Regions from separate parts of the Mus musculus genome. Here regions 1, 2 and 3 are each linked to region 4. A link is a contact called in public ChIA-PET and HiChIP or PLAC-seq data. All regions are on one chromosome and are shown on one strand. Each heading gives the region's core, a stretch centred on a gene start, on an enhancer-like site or on the middle of the called end of the contact. The rest is flanking DNA. Distances are from core to core; before and after follow the strand shown. Region 1 holds the start of Cnnm4 (cyclin M4). Region 2 holds the start of Lman2l (lectin, mannose-binding 2-like). Region 3 holds the start of Arid5a (AT rich interactive domain 5A (MRF1-like)). Region 4 holds the start of Zap70 (zeta-chain (TCR) associated protein kinase).

Evidence for each region. ChIA-PET counts read pairs in DNA pulled down with a chosen protein or histone mark. HiChIP or PLAC-seq counts read pairs in DNA pulled down with a chosen protein or histone mark.
Region 1: a contact with region 4 is called in an H3K27ac HiChIP or PLAC-seq map of thymic regulatory T cells, with 2.5 times the contacts expected there. The contact joins the promoter of Cnnm4 here to the promoter of Zap70 in region 4. A contact is called at or near these places in 1 of 39 promoter capture datasets (cranial neural crest), 2 of 115 datasets of contacts at active chromatin or transcription factors (memory CD8 T cells and thymic regulatory T cells) and 1 of 9 other capture datasets (pancreatic islet).
Region 2: an RNA polymerase II ChIA-PET map of effector CD8 T cells shows a contact between it and region 4, with 18 read pairs. The contact joins the promoter of Lman2l here to the promoter of Zap70 in region 4. A contact is called at or near these places in 2 of 115 datasets of contacts at active chromatin or transcription factors (effector CD8 T cells and thymic regulatory T cells) and 1 of 9 other capture datasets (pancreatic islet).
Region 3: a contact with region 4 is called in an RNA polymerase II ChIA-PET map of effector CD8 T cells, with 30 read pairs. The contact joins the promoter of Arid5a here to the promoter of Zap70 in region 4. A contact is called at or near these places in 1 of 484 Hi-C or Micro-C datasets (CD4 T cells) and 2 of 115 datasets of contacts at active chromatin or transcription factors (effector CD8 T cells and memory CD8 T cells).

Annotation. Positions count from the first base shown.
Region 1 is chr1:36,470,268-36,473,066 of GRCm38.p6, reverse strand. Cnnm4 (cyclin M4) reads right to left here and starts at 1,470. Exons shown (of 7, transcript NM_033570.2): 1 at 1-1,470. The coding sequence starts at 1,374. It overlaps Gm33454 (predicted gene, 33454), which reads left to right and starts at 1,298. Exons shown (of 3, transcript NR_168706.1): 1 at 1,298-1,605.
Region 2 is chr1:36,443,921-36,446,737 of GRCm38.p6, reverse strand. It overlaps Lman2l (lectin, mannose-binding 2-like), which reads left to right and starts at 1,467. Exons shown (of 8, transcript NM_001013374.2): 1 at 1,467-1,688. The coding sequence starts at 1,505.
Region 3 is chr1:36,306,322-36,309,493 of GRCm38.p6, reverse strand. Arid5a (AT rich interactive domain 5A (MRF1-like)) reads right to left here and starts at 1,761. Exons shown (of 7, transcript NM_001172205.1): 1 at 1,658-1,761. The coding sequence starts at 1,661.
Region 4 is chr1:36,760,472-36,763,434 of GRCm38.p6, reverse strand. Zap70 (zeta-chain (TCR) associated protein kinase) reads right to left here and starts at 1,637. Exons shown (of 13, transcript NM_009539.3): 1 at 1,493-1,637.

The DNA of each region.
Region 1 (2,799 bases), core at 221-2,720, 290 kb after region 4:
CATGGCATCCAGCTTGGTGTCATGAAAAACAAAATGTACCGGGTGGTTGTAGAAGCGAGTGATGGTCTTGAGCGGGGTGCAGTCATCCGGGTCAACAAAAGCCAAGTCTTTGACATACAGGATATCTACAATATTGGATTGCTCATCTTCAAACACAGGAATGCGAGTGTAGCCACTCTCCATAATCTCCGACATGGTGTTGAAGTCCAGAATGGCATCACTGCGGATCATGAAGCAGTCGTGTAGCTGGGTCATGATATCCTCCACAGTTTTGGTCCTTAGTTCCAGGGCACCCTGGATCATATTTAACTCCTCCTTCACCAAGTCATTATAGGGCTCTGTCACCTTCAACATCTCCATCAGCTTCTCCCGATTGTAAACAGTGCGAATCTCCTGACCTAAGACGAAGTCCAGGAGTTTGCTAATGGGGAAACTCAAGGGAAAAGTGAGGAGCATAAAGACTTTGGTGAGAACAATAGTGTTGGCACCCACAGCCAGCCCGTGCCGGGAGCACAGGGCTTGAGGTAAGATCTCCCCAAAGATGACAATGCCAATGGTAGAGGAGGCCACTGCCATGATGCCAGACCCGATGAGGTTGTCTAGAAGGATGGTGAGGGAGGTGTTGACTAGCACGTTCCCCAGGAGCAGCGAGCAGAGCAGGTAGTTGCCCTTGCGCCTGATGGGCTCTATCTTGCGAGCATACTTTCTCTCCTTCTCAGTTCCACAGTTCTGCACGATGCGCAGCTCCATCGGGTCCAGGGCCATAAGCCCCAGGTTGAGGCCAGAAAAGATGCCCGACAGCACCAACAGCACCATAACGAGAAGGATGTGCAGCCAGAGCGGCAGAAACCTCCCATGCTCCTCCACCATGAAGAGCAGGGAGTCCTTGTCCGTCCATCTGGTCCAGGGCCCGTCGGCCCGGGGCCGGGTGCACAGCGCGTACAGCTTCATGTTCTCGCTCCTCCGCAGGAACTTGGTAATCACCACTAGCATCCCCGACGTGTTCCCGCGGCTCACGTTGACCAGCCGCTGGACCACTAAGTCCTTGGTGAGCTCCAGGCAGTTGGTGGAGTTGTGGACCGCCTCGGCGTCGTCCACCTCGGTGAAGGAGATCAGGTTGCTGGAGATATCGCCCAGGCTGTGGCCATAGAGCCTCAAGTTCACCGTGCTGCCCTCGGACACGAAGATGATGCCATCCGGGTTCATCCCGCACGACTTGTTGCAGCTCGCTAGCCTCATGCCTAGGATCACGCTCTGCTGGGGGCTGCTCTGGCCGCTGGCCGCCCGCGTCCATAGCAGCAGCAGCGCAGCCAGGAGGAGGCGCCCTCGGGCCGGCCAGCCGTCCCGCCGCCCGCCCCCGCCCCCCGGCGCCATGTTGCTCCGGCCCCGCCGCTGCCCGCGCCCCGCCGCGCGCCTCACTCGGCGCCTCCGCTCCTGCCCTCCTGCCGCTCCGCTGCCGCCGCGCCAACTGCCCCAGCCGAGGACCTGACGTCAGACCGCGCCCCGCCCGCCCCGCCCCGCCGCCCCACGCCCCTTATTTGCATGCGATGTCCCGCCCCTACCCACGGCTCGCGCGCCCGGCTTAAGGAGGTCTGCGCCCTTAAGGTAGAACGGCGCGGGGCGAGCGCGGGAGCCCGCAGCGGGGGTGCGCCCAGCCAAGCTTCCGCGCGGCACCGGGCTTCTCCCGCGCTCCTCCTTAGGGAGCCCGGCTCCCAAGCCCCACGCGCTCGGTTGCTTCCGGGTCCCCTGCACTCTGTCGCTCCGTTCTGGGGCGGGTGGTGCTTCTCCGCGGGCACAGCGAGAAAAATGCATTTCCTGGTTTAGAAAAAGAAAAGGGAACCTGAGGGTTCAGGCTGGCGTTACAGCCTCCTTACTTCTGGGATTTTCGTTGACCTTGACCCAATGCCAGAAATAGGTTGTCACTGCCCCCGAAGTCCCCCAGCCCACTCCTCGGTTCTGTCTAGACCCCTAAGGTGCTGAGGGACCAGGCTCTGACCTAGGTTTTTCACCTGTCATTTCTATTTAGGGATGAGTTTTCATTGAACATGTACTCTTGTTTCATACTCTAACGATACGGCAATGAACAAGCCAAAATTCTTGCACATCTTTAGTTTACAGCCTATCATCAGAAAAATGGCAGTAAACAAGACAAGCCATACGGGGGCAGGAGGGGGAGCGCAATAAGCAAGTAAACACACACAGGAACACTAAGTGTTTTACTTCTTACAGATGCAAATTTTGAACCTAGGCACAAAATCCTAGGCCTTTCAGATCTTCACCGTTAATCCTAGTCCCTGTCTGTAAATGGCGGTAAGAATGACTGGTTTTTTTTTTTTTGTTTTGTTTTTGTTTTTTGTTTTTTGTTTGTTTTTTTTTTTTTTTTTTTTTGAGACAAGGTCTTACATAGCCCGATATGGCTTTGAACTCTTCAAATCTGAGGCTGACCTTGAACTCCCGATCCTATGTCCATTACCTCCCAAGTGCAGGGTTTACAGATATGCACCACCATGCCTGGATTGATTTTATTGTTTAGTTATGGTTTTAGTTTTTAATTTGACGGCAGGAAGAGTGATAACACAGCATCACCTGGCTAAGCACGTGAGAACAACTGGCTTACACACCGAATATGACATAACAACTCTCTGTGAATAGTCTTTGCCTGTGTAGTAATAGTTGTTGCTGCCTGCTCTTTCAGGACCATACCCTTAACCCCAAATTGTGGTGACTGGCCAGCTGAGGCAGCTGCTTGTGGAAATGAACTGAGGGGTGGGGCTGCTGTTCTAGCCTTGAGATCACTGC
Region 2 (2,817 bases), core at 218-2,717, 320 kb after region 4:
ACACAAGTCTGATAAGTCCATTGTAGCTATCTATGGACCAGAGTCAGAGCTCAGCAATGCACACACGGTCGGGTCTGAGTGGGGTCGAGGGAGGCCTCCAGGAGGAAGTAGGTAAGAGGAAGCTAGTTTTCTGAAAGAAGTGAGCAATCAGGCAGGAAGCTGGAACTTGGTGAAATATGAACTCTGGGGTGTAGTACAACCAATTTAAGTTTATCCCTGACCAGCTTACAAGTAAGTGAGACTCAGACTATGGTTATTTTATTTGGCTTTGACAGTTTCTAGGGGTAACCCCTAATCTACTCTTCTAACTGCTGGCCTGGCTACCTCCCCAGTGGTACAGCCTAAGTACTTGGCTGCTTCTTCTGGCCATGGACTCATAGTCCATCTCGTCTCCTGGAGGCTTCCTCCCCTTCTTTCGTTCTTCCTCTTCTCCCCTGGTTTCTCTTCCTTCTGCTCTCTTCTCCACCCTCAACTAAGTAACTTAAAACCCACCTACCTCTAATCCCTCCCTCCAGTAATTGGCTGTAGTCAATTCTATTTAACCAATCATTTTAAATCAAGGAACAAGGTTTGCACAATAAAAGCATGTAACCCTGAAAATTCACACAGAATTTAGCATACACTTAATTTCTATAAATATCATCATGTGATGTTGGTTGATTGTGCTCGTCAACCCAGCATGTAACCCAGGCTGCCCTTTACACATTTTACAGTTTGCCAGATGTTTGTTTCTTTGGTTTGGTTTGCCTGTTTGAGACAGTTTGCCAGATGTTTGTTTCTTTGGTTTGGTTTGCCTGTTTGAGACAAGGTTTCTCTGTGTAGCCTTGGCTATTCTAGAACTTGCTCTGTAGACCAGGCTTGCCTCAAACTCAGAGATCCAAATACCGTTGCCTCCAAGCATTGGGATACAATCCGTGCACCACCACCACCCTGGAACCAGTCGTTTCATTCTAATGAATTACTTAGGTCACTCCCTAACTCACTGTGTTGACTTTGAACTCCTCACCTTCCTGCCTCAGTCTCCAGAGTGCTGGGATGACCTAATGCCTTCCCACATCGTAAGTCAAGTTCTTTACCAACACAGCTAGTCTTCAGTTCCTTCCACTCATTTTAGTCACGGATTTGTCTATTTTTCTTTTTACTTCTATGCCCTCTTGGCTGTTAGCTTGGCGGCCAGGTAGGTACAAATGGCAGTGACAATCGGGAAAAAAAAATGTTTTATCGCTTTAAATTTACTATAGAATGCAGAAACAAACTAAGAATCTCTATTACTAGCAGGCCTGGTGAAGCCTGGGACAAAAGCAGAGAAGGGAGTCTGGACATTCGGCAACGCCCCTTGCCTGGGTTGGCAAGGCAACTGCTACTAGTCAGCCAATCGGTGGGATACTCACCTGCGGGGGAGGGAACTCTCCAGGAGCCAATGGGAGATCGGGCCGATGGTTCCGCAGGCCAATGGGTTGGGCCACGGGGCGGGCTTTTTGATGAAGGGCCGGCGGTGGGAAAGATGGCGGCGGCTTCGAGACCCTCCTGGTGGCAGCGGTGGCGGCGGCGCGCGTGGGCTCGGGACGGGGCCAAGCTTTTGCTCTTTCTCCTTCTGTTGGGGTCTGGGCCGGGGCCGCGGCATGTCAGGGCGGGTCAAGCGGTGGAGTACTTGAAACGGGAGCACTCGCTGTCGAAGCCCTACCAGGGTGAGGCGCCCGGGGCGAGGTGGTCGTGCAGGGAGGGCTTGGGGACCGAGTCGGGACTGAGCTCGAGGACGCAGTCCCCGGCGGGAGGGGGCGCCCCGAGGATCTCCGCTCCTTTGAAGAGCCACAGGTCCGAAGGACAAGGGTCCGCCCCCCACCCCCGCCCCTTTCCGAGCGCTAGAAGTTTCTAGTAGGTCTAGGTAGGGCTCTCAGCTGTCACTAGTGTCAGGCTCGAAGGAAGAGGTGTTTGGAGTTGGACAGAAATATGAGGAGAGAGAACTGAGATAAATGAGGGATGGTTGAGGACCATTAGCGATGAGCCGGTGTCGGGATAGAGTGGTGGCTGCTCTGGATAGAAAGCAAGAACCCGGGTAGAACTCGGTCGGACTGAGGAAGGAGAGGGGGAAAAAAGTCTGTTTGCTGGTTAGAACACCTGCTCCTTCCTTCCCAGGCCGCGAGCCCTGATGATGAAAGAGGCTGGTTAGCATTGCTCTCTTCAGGGATTTCTAGATCTCTAAGCACAGCTCAGTGTCAGAAAATTGACACAGGTGTCTACAAAGAAGAGAAATTAATGCTGTTAGAGCTTAATACAAGTTTGTTTTTCTCGCAGAGCTGTGGATAGGGGGTGCAGGAAACACAAATTTAAACTGCAGAAAGCAGTTTGAATTTTTGTTACTAAGATGTCATTTCTGTTACTAAGATGTCATTATTTTACTGGTTGGTTGTAGTACCTCCTTAGTGTTGGTCCCTGCTGATACTATGGGTTAGTCTGGTTTTTCACCCTGGGGGTACTTATACTTAGTCTAAGGGATTTGGGGATAATCAGCTACACTTGAAAGATTGATTTTATTTTATTTTTTAAATTTTATTTATTTATTTATTTATTTATTTATTTTGTTTTTCGAGACAGGGTTTCTCTGTGTAGCCTTGGCTGTCCTGGAACTCACTCTGTAGACCAGGCTGGCCTCGAACTCAGAAATCCGCTTGCCTCTGCCTCCCAAATGCTGGGATTAAAGGTGTGTGCCATCACTGCCCGGCCTGAAAGATTGATTTTAAAAGAATATGTTTAAGCTCATAGGCTTTTGAGAATATATCTCTTTTAATATAAATGACAAAATTTTTGTCCTTTCAT
Region 3 (3,172 bases), core at 512-3,011, 450 kb after region 4:
CACCCTCAGCACCTCTGCCAAGCTCTGTTAGCGGCTAGAGACAAGCTGAGAGTCCTAGGGGCTGCATAAAGGCAGAGAGGGGTGTAGGGGCACCAGGTATGAGATTCCAGACTCCAACTGCCCTGAGAGAGCCCAAGAGATCCTACTCCTGGGAGGACTGAGTCTTCACCGCCCCACCCTTCATCCATACGTTTGATGAAAATTGCTCTCTCTATGTATCATTTCCGGTTTTCCCACCCCACCTATGCTGAAACAAGCTGCAGAGGTTGACTCAACAGAAGGCCAAAACCCCTACACAGGGAACTTCCGGACCTCACTTTTCCTTTCTCCTCCTCTCCTCACCCTAGCACGGTGCCTGCTACACTCGTCCAAGAGGCAATCTAGATCATTACAGATCAGCTTCCCACCGAGGGCAGCGGAAGGCCACTAGGAAAGAAGAGAAAGAGCAAGGAGTTTTTGAAGCCTGGTCCTCCCTCACTGTCAGACCTTAGTCTGTCTCTATGCCTCAGTTTCTCTGTAATAGAAGACGGGGTGGGGTATATAATTCTAGGCCATTCTGCCTCTGTCACTTCAAGTTCTAGGCCAAGCAGTCATTTAGGACACTAACTGCTGTAGAGACAGACCCTCTAGCTTAACATTCCTCACCCTCCCCTGCCCAGGCATCCATCCTCTTTAGACACTGAGATCCTTAGATTTGCATCAATTCCCAGCAGTGCCCGCGGGGCGGGGCAAGGAGCACCTGTTACACTCATCTGAAATGAAAGACTCTGCAAACTAGGGGATACAGCCTGAGCAGCACAATTTGGGATTAATTTGAGGCCTTCCCGGCCTACGGTTGGCCCCACTGTGCCTGTGGGTTAGGTGTGGGATGTGACCCCGGCCAGGGAGCAACGCCTGGGTAGTGAGTGCAAAGGGCCACAGATCGGTGGTGTGGTTGTGCCCCTAGTTCGCAATAAGAGCAAAGCCAAACTTGTTCGTCGCACTCTGGCAGCCTGAGCTTCTGCCCTCGGTCCACTAAACACCCCCAGTCCAGGGCCATCACCCTGTCCCTTTGAAGAGACCCGAGGGAAAAGAGGGAAACTCAGAAGATCAGGCGGGTAAAAAGAAACCGTCTTTCCTGCTGGGGGTTGGAAAGAAAAAGAAACAAAAAGAAAAAGGAAAGAGAAGAGAGAAGGAGCAGGGGATCTGAAGCGTGTGACCGTCAAACCATCAGCATGTCCCTTGGCAGAAAAGAGGAACCGTTGATTCTTCAAAGCGCATTGAGCAATTTCTTCAAAACCCGCGCAGTCACTTTCAGGAATCGCGGCCGCAGTGGGAAGCGCTGCGCGCGGCCCGGGCGCCTCGGTTTCTGAGAAGCGAAGCGCTGGGCTGGCACGGGGCAGGGAGGGGCCCGCGGCCGAGAAGCTGCTGCTGACAGCTGTCACAACAAATGGGCCCAGAGCAGCTCGAGATTGAAACCGCAGCAGGAAGTGTGGGCGGCTCAGTGAATTTCAGTCCAGACTCGGAGAGGAGAGTTTCGAGATAAACGCCTGGGAAGCCCCTGGCCGCCCCGACTTTCCACGAGAAGAGAGCACGCAGACATTCGGGTTACCCTGAGAGCCACGATCGCTCTGGGACCCCAGCCCTCTGACCCCGGCGCCGCCCGCCAGCCGCTTACCCATGGCCCAGCGAGAGCGCGCGTCGCTATGCAGAGACCCTCTACACGCACAGCCGTCCTGTCCCAGCGCTCTCGGCGCGACTGACTACCGGCGCCGCTCGACTGCCTCCTCCCCCGCGGACCCGCCCATGGACCCGCCCCCCCCCAGCGCTCTGGGCGCCCATTGGTGAATCCTATTTTCTAGAGCGGAGCAGACTCCGCCCCCTTAGACCCGAGGACGTCTGGGAGTTGTAGTGTGCGCCCACTTTGCAGCTAGGGGCTGATGTAAGAAACTCAAGAATCAACTGCTGTCGCATGTCTGTTGGTTTCCCTAGAGGCAAAACTAGAGTCTTAGAAAAACTGCCCGCTCTTTGTAGCTTGCCAAAGACTGGGTGGGGTTAAATAAAGTGCTTCTGGCTTTTACCTGAAGTGGTCCTGGCCGGTTCCATCCTTTCCAACTTTACACAGTAAGTACTGTTAGCCTACCAGAGGCCAATCTAGAAAGTCTGTGGTCCAGGCCTAATGCCCAAAATGCCCATGTCTACATATGTCATGTAGACTGAGTGAAAGCCACAAGATGGACCGTGCAAAGAGGAAGTGAACGAGTTGAGGGTGAATGTGGACAAGATTAGTAGAGAGAACAGTCATTTGGACCCGTGTGGGTTATAGAAGATGACGCTAAAACTTGAGATTTAAAAGCAGAAAGCCTTATTAGCTTGAACTCGAACTCTGTTCCTATTATGTAGTTAGTATCCCCGGAATCAAATTCTGTTGATTAACTATAATACTCATACAGCTCGGTGCATTTCATACCATCATTATCTTCATTATATAGAGCAAAACAGGCCTGGGTGATTAATTAGCTCATATTACTGGTCGGTGGTAGGGCTAGAGAATTGGGGCACAGAGGAAGGCTTCATAGTTAGCCCCCAACATTTTAGTGTTCCCCTTCACACTGAACAAATGGACAGTCTGCATTTGATGACTTTGACCCTCTGGGCTTTATCCATAAGCTCTGGAATGGCAGATCTGCAAGCTCAGCCTGGAGCAGACACCAGTGAGCTTGGTGGATAATTGTAATAAACCAGTGCTTGCCGATCTGGTAACAGGCAATATTGTGGTTGATATTTATTAACTGCTCAGAATAACGAGCAGAACAATGATTGTAACAGTGCCTCCCACATCCAAGATTACAAACCCCAGTCCACCCCAAGAGATCCAAGACTCTAGCAGAGATGCAATCTACCAAGAGATACCACCTGGAAACTTCACAGGCTTCTAGTCACTGTGTTCATTTGGTAAGGGTCGATTGGTTGGGTTAGCTACAGTGCCAGGTTAGGTATGGAGATCTGCACGCTGCCTTCAGTGTTGCAGTATAGACCATCCACTACCTCCTGGATTGGATACATCTATCAATGAGGCACTCACTACCTTTCAAAGCCACAGCTAATCCGACCTCTGAAAAGGAGGATCCTACCGTCCAGGCAGGAGAGCTCACTCTCAGGCAGTGCTGTTTGTGCAAAGCCTCAGCAAGTC
Region 4 (2,963 bases), core at 388-2,887:
GGGGCCAGAGATGGTCTTAAATCTAGCTCGCTGAGCATATGTCAATTGATGGGGCAATGTCCCTCCAACCCCGCAGAATGGTCAGAACCCCAGCCCAGCCTCCACTGACTGGATTCTAGAAATGACGTGACCCCCCTAAGCAAGGCAGCTTCTGCTCTCTAGATATCCAGCTATAGGACAGTAAAAGATAGGTAGAAAACATTGGGGCGACCCAGGACAGTGCCCATAGAGTAGAGGAATGGTGAGGGAAGGGCCGTGGGAAGGGGTGTTTGACAGCATTCTTGACATCTACCCATTGCATGCCGGGATTGCCCAAGTTAATACCAAAAACATCTCCAGACACTAGTGCCCACTGGGGACAGGCGGCGTCAGCTGGCTTTAGGTCAGCATGACCCCGTTCCTGTGGTCCTTGGGCCTGAGCAGGGGTGGTCAGTATAGGGTGGTTCAGATGCTGCAGGCCTCGTGGAAGTTTCCAGAATCTGTGATCAGGGCCTGAGACCCTCCAGAGCTAATGATAACAATTAGCATCCTAACAACCTATTAACTATATGGCACCTATGTCCCTGAACACTGAATGAGGTGTCAGATACAGAAACTGTGAAAGCACAGAGAGGTGGGGTGACTTGCCCAAGGTCACACAGCAATAAAGAGCAGGCAGATCTAAATGGACCCAGGCCCCTGGCCCTAAAAAGTGTAAACTTTAACACCCTCCAGGCTGCTGGCCCACCAGAGCATCTGCGGGGGTTGCAAAGGCAAAACTGAAGGTCAGGTGAACTTTGGGTTTGTCAGAGGAACCTTAGCAGGTGACACCTTCGATTTTCCAACTTAGGACTTGGTGACCCCAATCTTTCAGCAAGGCTTCAGTAAACACCTACTGTGTGTTTGATGTCCTAGCTAAGACAAGAGCAATGAATGTCACTGTGACCGTTCACAGGAACCCTGCTATTTTCTGCCAGGCCTCACTGTCTGAGATACCTCTTCCAGCCTCTTGGCCAACAAACAAGGCAAGCATTTAACAGGCAGCCAACTCTGTATCTGTTTTTTAAATGCAGATTCAGAGAGGCCAAGACAACTGTCAAGAGCACACAGCTACGGAGCAGAGATCTAGTGATAGTTCCTTTCCCCTGCTTTAACATGACCTGACTCCGAGTGGAGCCTGACTCGAGCCCCTCTCCAGAGCTACTGACATTCTGTTGTCCAAGCTCACAGGCCTATTGTACCAGCCTGCCTGTGCTGCTTTCTAAAGCCAAGGAGCCGACCCAACAGGAGTCTAGGAACCCAGAAAAAGACACCGGCACCCCTCGGGTGACCTGTTTCCCCAAGGGCGCCCCTTAGCTCCACCGATTGCAAAGTCTCAGGTCCCTACCACTTGGGCCTACCCAAGCCCAGCCTCAGGCCCCTGCGGACCCCACCCTCCTCACACAGAGATCAGAGTAAGGGAGTGACACCCAGTCACACTCCCTCCACCAAAGGCTAAAGGGTGGCCACTCACCTGGACACCCTCGAGGCTATCACAGCTCACAGGGTACGGCAGGGCCCAGCCGGAAGGCCTGGTGTCCCCAGAGCACTTTTTCTCACCAGCACCTTTCTTTGCAGCTCAGCCTATTTCCTTGATGCGAAGACAGGAAAGAGAGCCGTGTTTGAAGTTGACGTCAAAGCAACAAAATGCTGTGTGGAAGGAAAATCACAGGCCACATGCTCCTGGCGGGGCAGAGCACATTTCCGGGGTCACGCAGTACCAGCCGCAGGGTGTCGGGAACACAAGAGGAAGGTGGGGATTGTAGCAGCCAGGGATTGGGGCAAAGGCTGCTTCCCACAGTGAGCCCCCACCTGAGGGGGGCACCTGGAGTGTTGGGGGAAGGGCAAGTTCTGGAAAGGAGGGGTCCCCAATGTGTTCCTGTCCTAGATAAGGTTGCTATTACTGTGATTAACACAGTGACCAAAGCAAGTTCGGGAGGAATGGGTCTACCTGGCTTATACTTCCACAGCTAATTATCGAAGTATGTTGGAGCAGGAACTCAAACAGAGCAGGAAGCTGGAGGCAGGAACTGATGCGAAGGCCATGGAGGGCTGCTGCTTACTGGCTTGCTCAGCCTGATTTCTTCTAGAACCCACGACCACCAGCCTGGGAATGGCTCCACCCACCATCAGACGCCCACAACGCAACCTTATAGAAGCGTTTTCTCAATTGAGGTTTCCTCTCAGATAACTATAATACGTGTCAAGTTGATATAAATCTAGACAGTACAGTGCCCAATTTCTTGGAAGCATCCAGGGGCAGGCCTCTGCCGGAACCCTAGAGGCAGGCTCTAAAGCTCTAAAGCTGGGGTGAGGGAGGGGTGAGCCCACTGGGACTCCAGAGCTAGGCTGGTGTTCACCTAGAAAAAGCCACGATGGCAGGGTTATTCTACAGGAGCTCTGGGAAGAACTGGCTCTGGAGCTGGGACAAGTAGGCGGGGTCCCCCGACACTCATACACTCTAGTCCAGCCCCACAAGGGTCTACCACCTTGACCACTTCACATATCTAGATCATACTAGAAATGTGCATTGCCCCAAGGTCTCTGGGAGCCACACCAGTTACTTGAAAGCATCAGGGGCCGGGGATGGGGGTTGGGGGTGGGGGAAATGGGCGGCATTCTCCTCCTCCGAGGTGGGAATCTCCAGTGCTCAGAGAAGGGACATCTTGGTCTCAGCAAGCCACAAGCCCCTTCCTGTCCCACTTCGTGTCCAGAAGCTTGCGACTGGAAACAGTGTCATAGCTGCAGCCCGCAGTATGTCTGCTTCACTGAGGAGAGGATGCAGATCGCCACAGATAGGAGCATTGTCCCATGAGGTGGCAAGAGGGAGGCACGTCCTTTGAACTTCAGAGGGAAGGGCTACCGGATGCTAGGGAACTCAGCGCGTCTGGTGGGAGGGGGGGTGTCCAGTAAACTGTGAACTCAGAGCCTAGGAAAAAAATTGA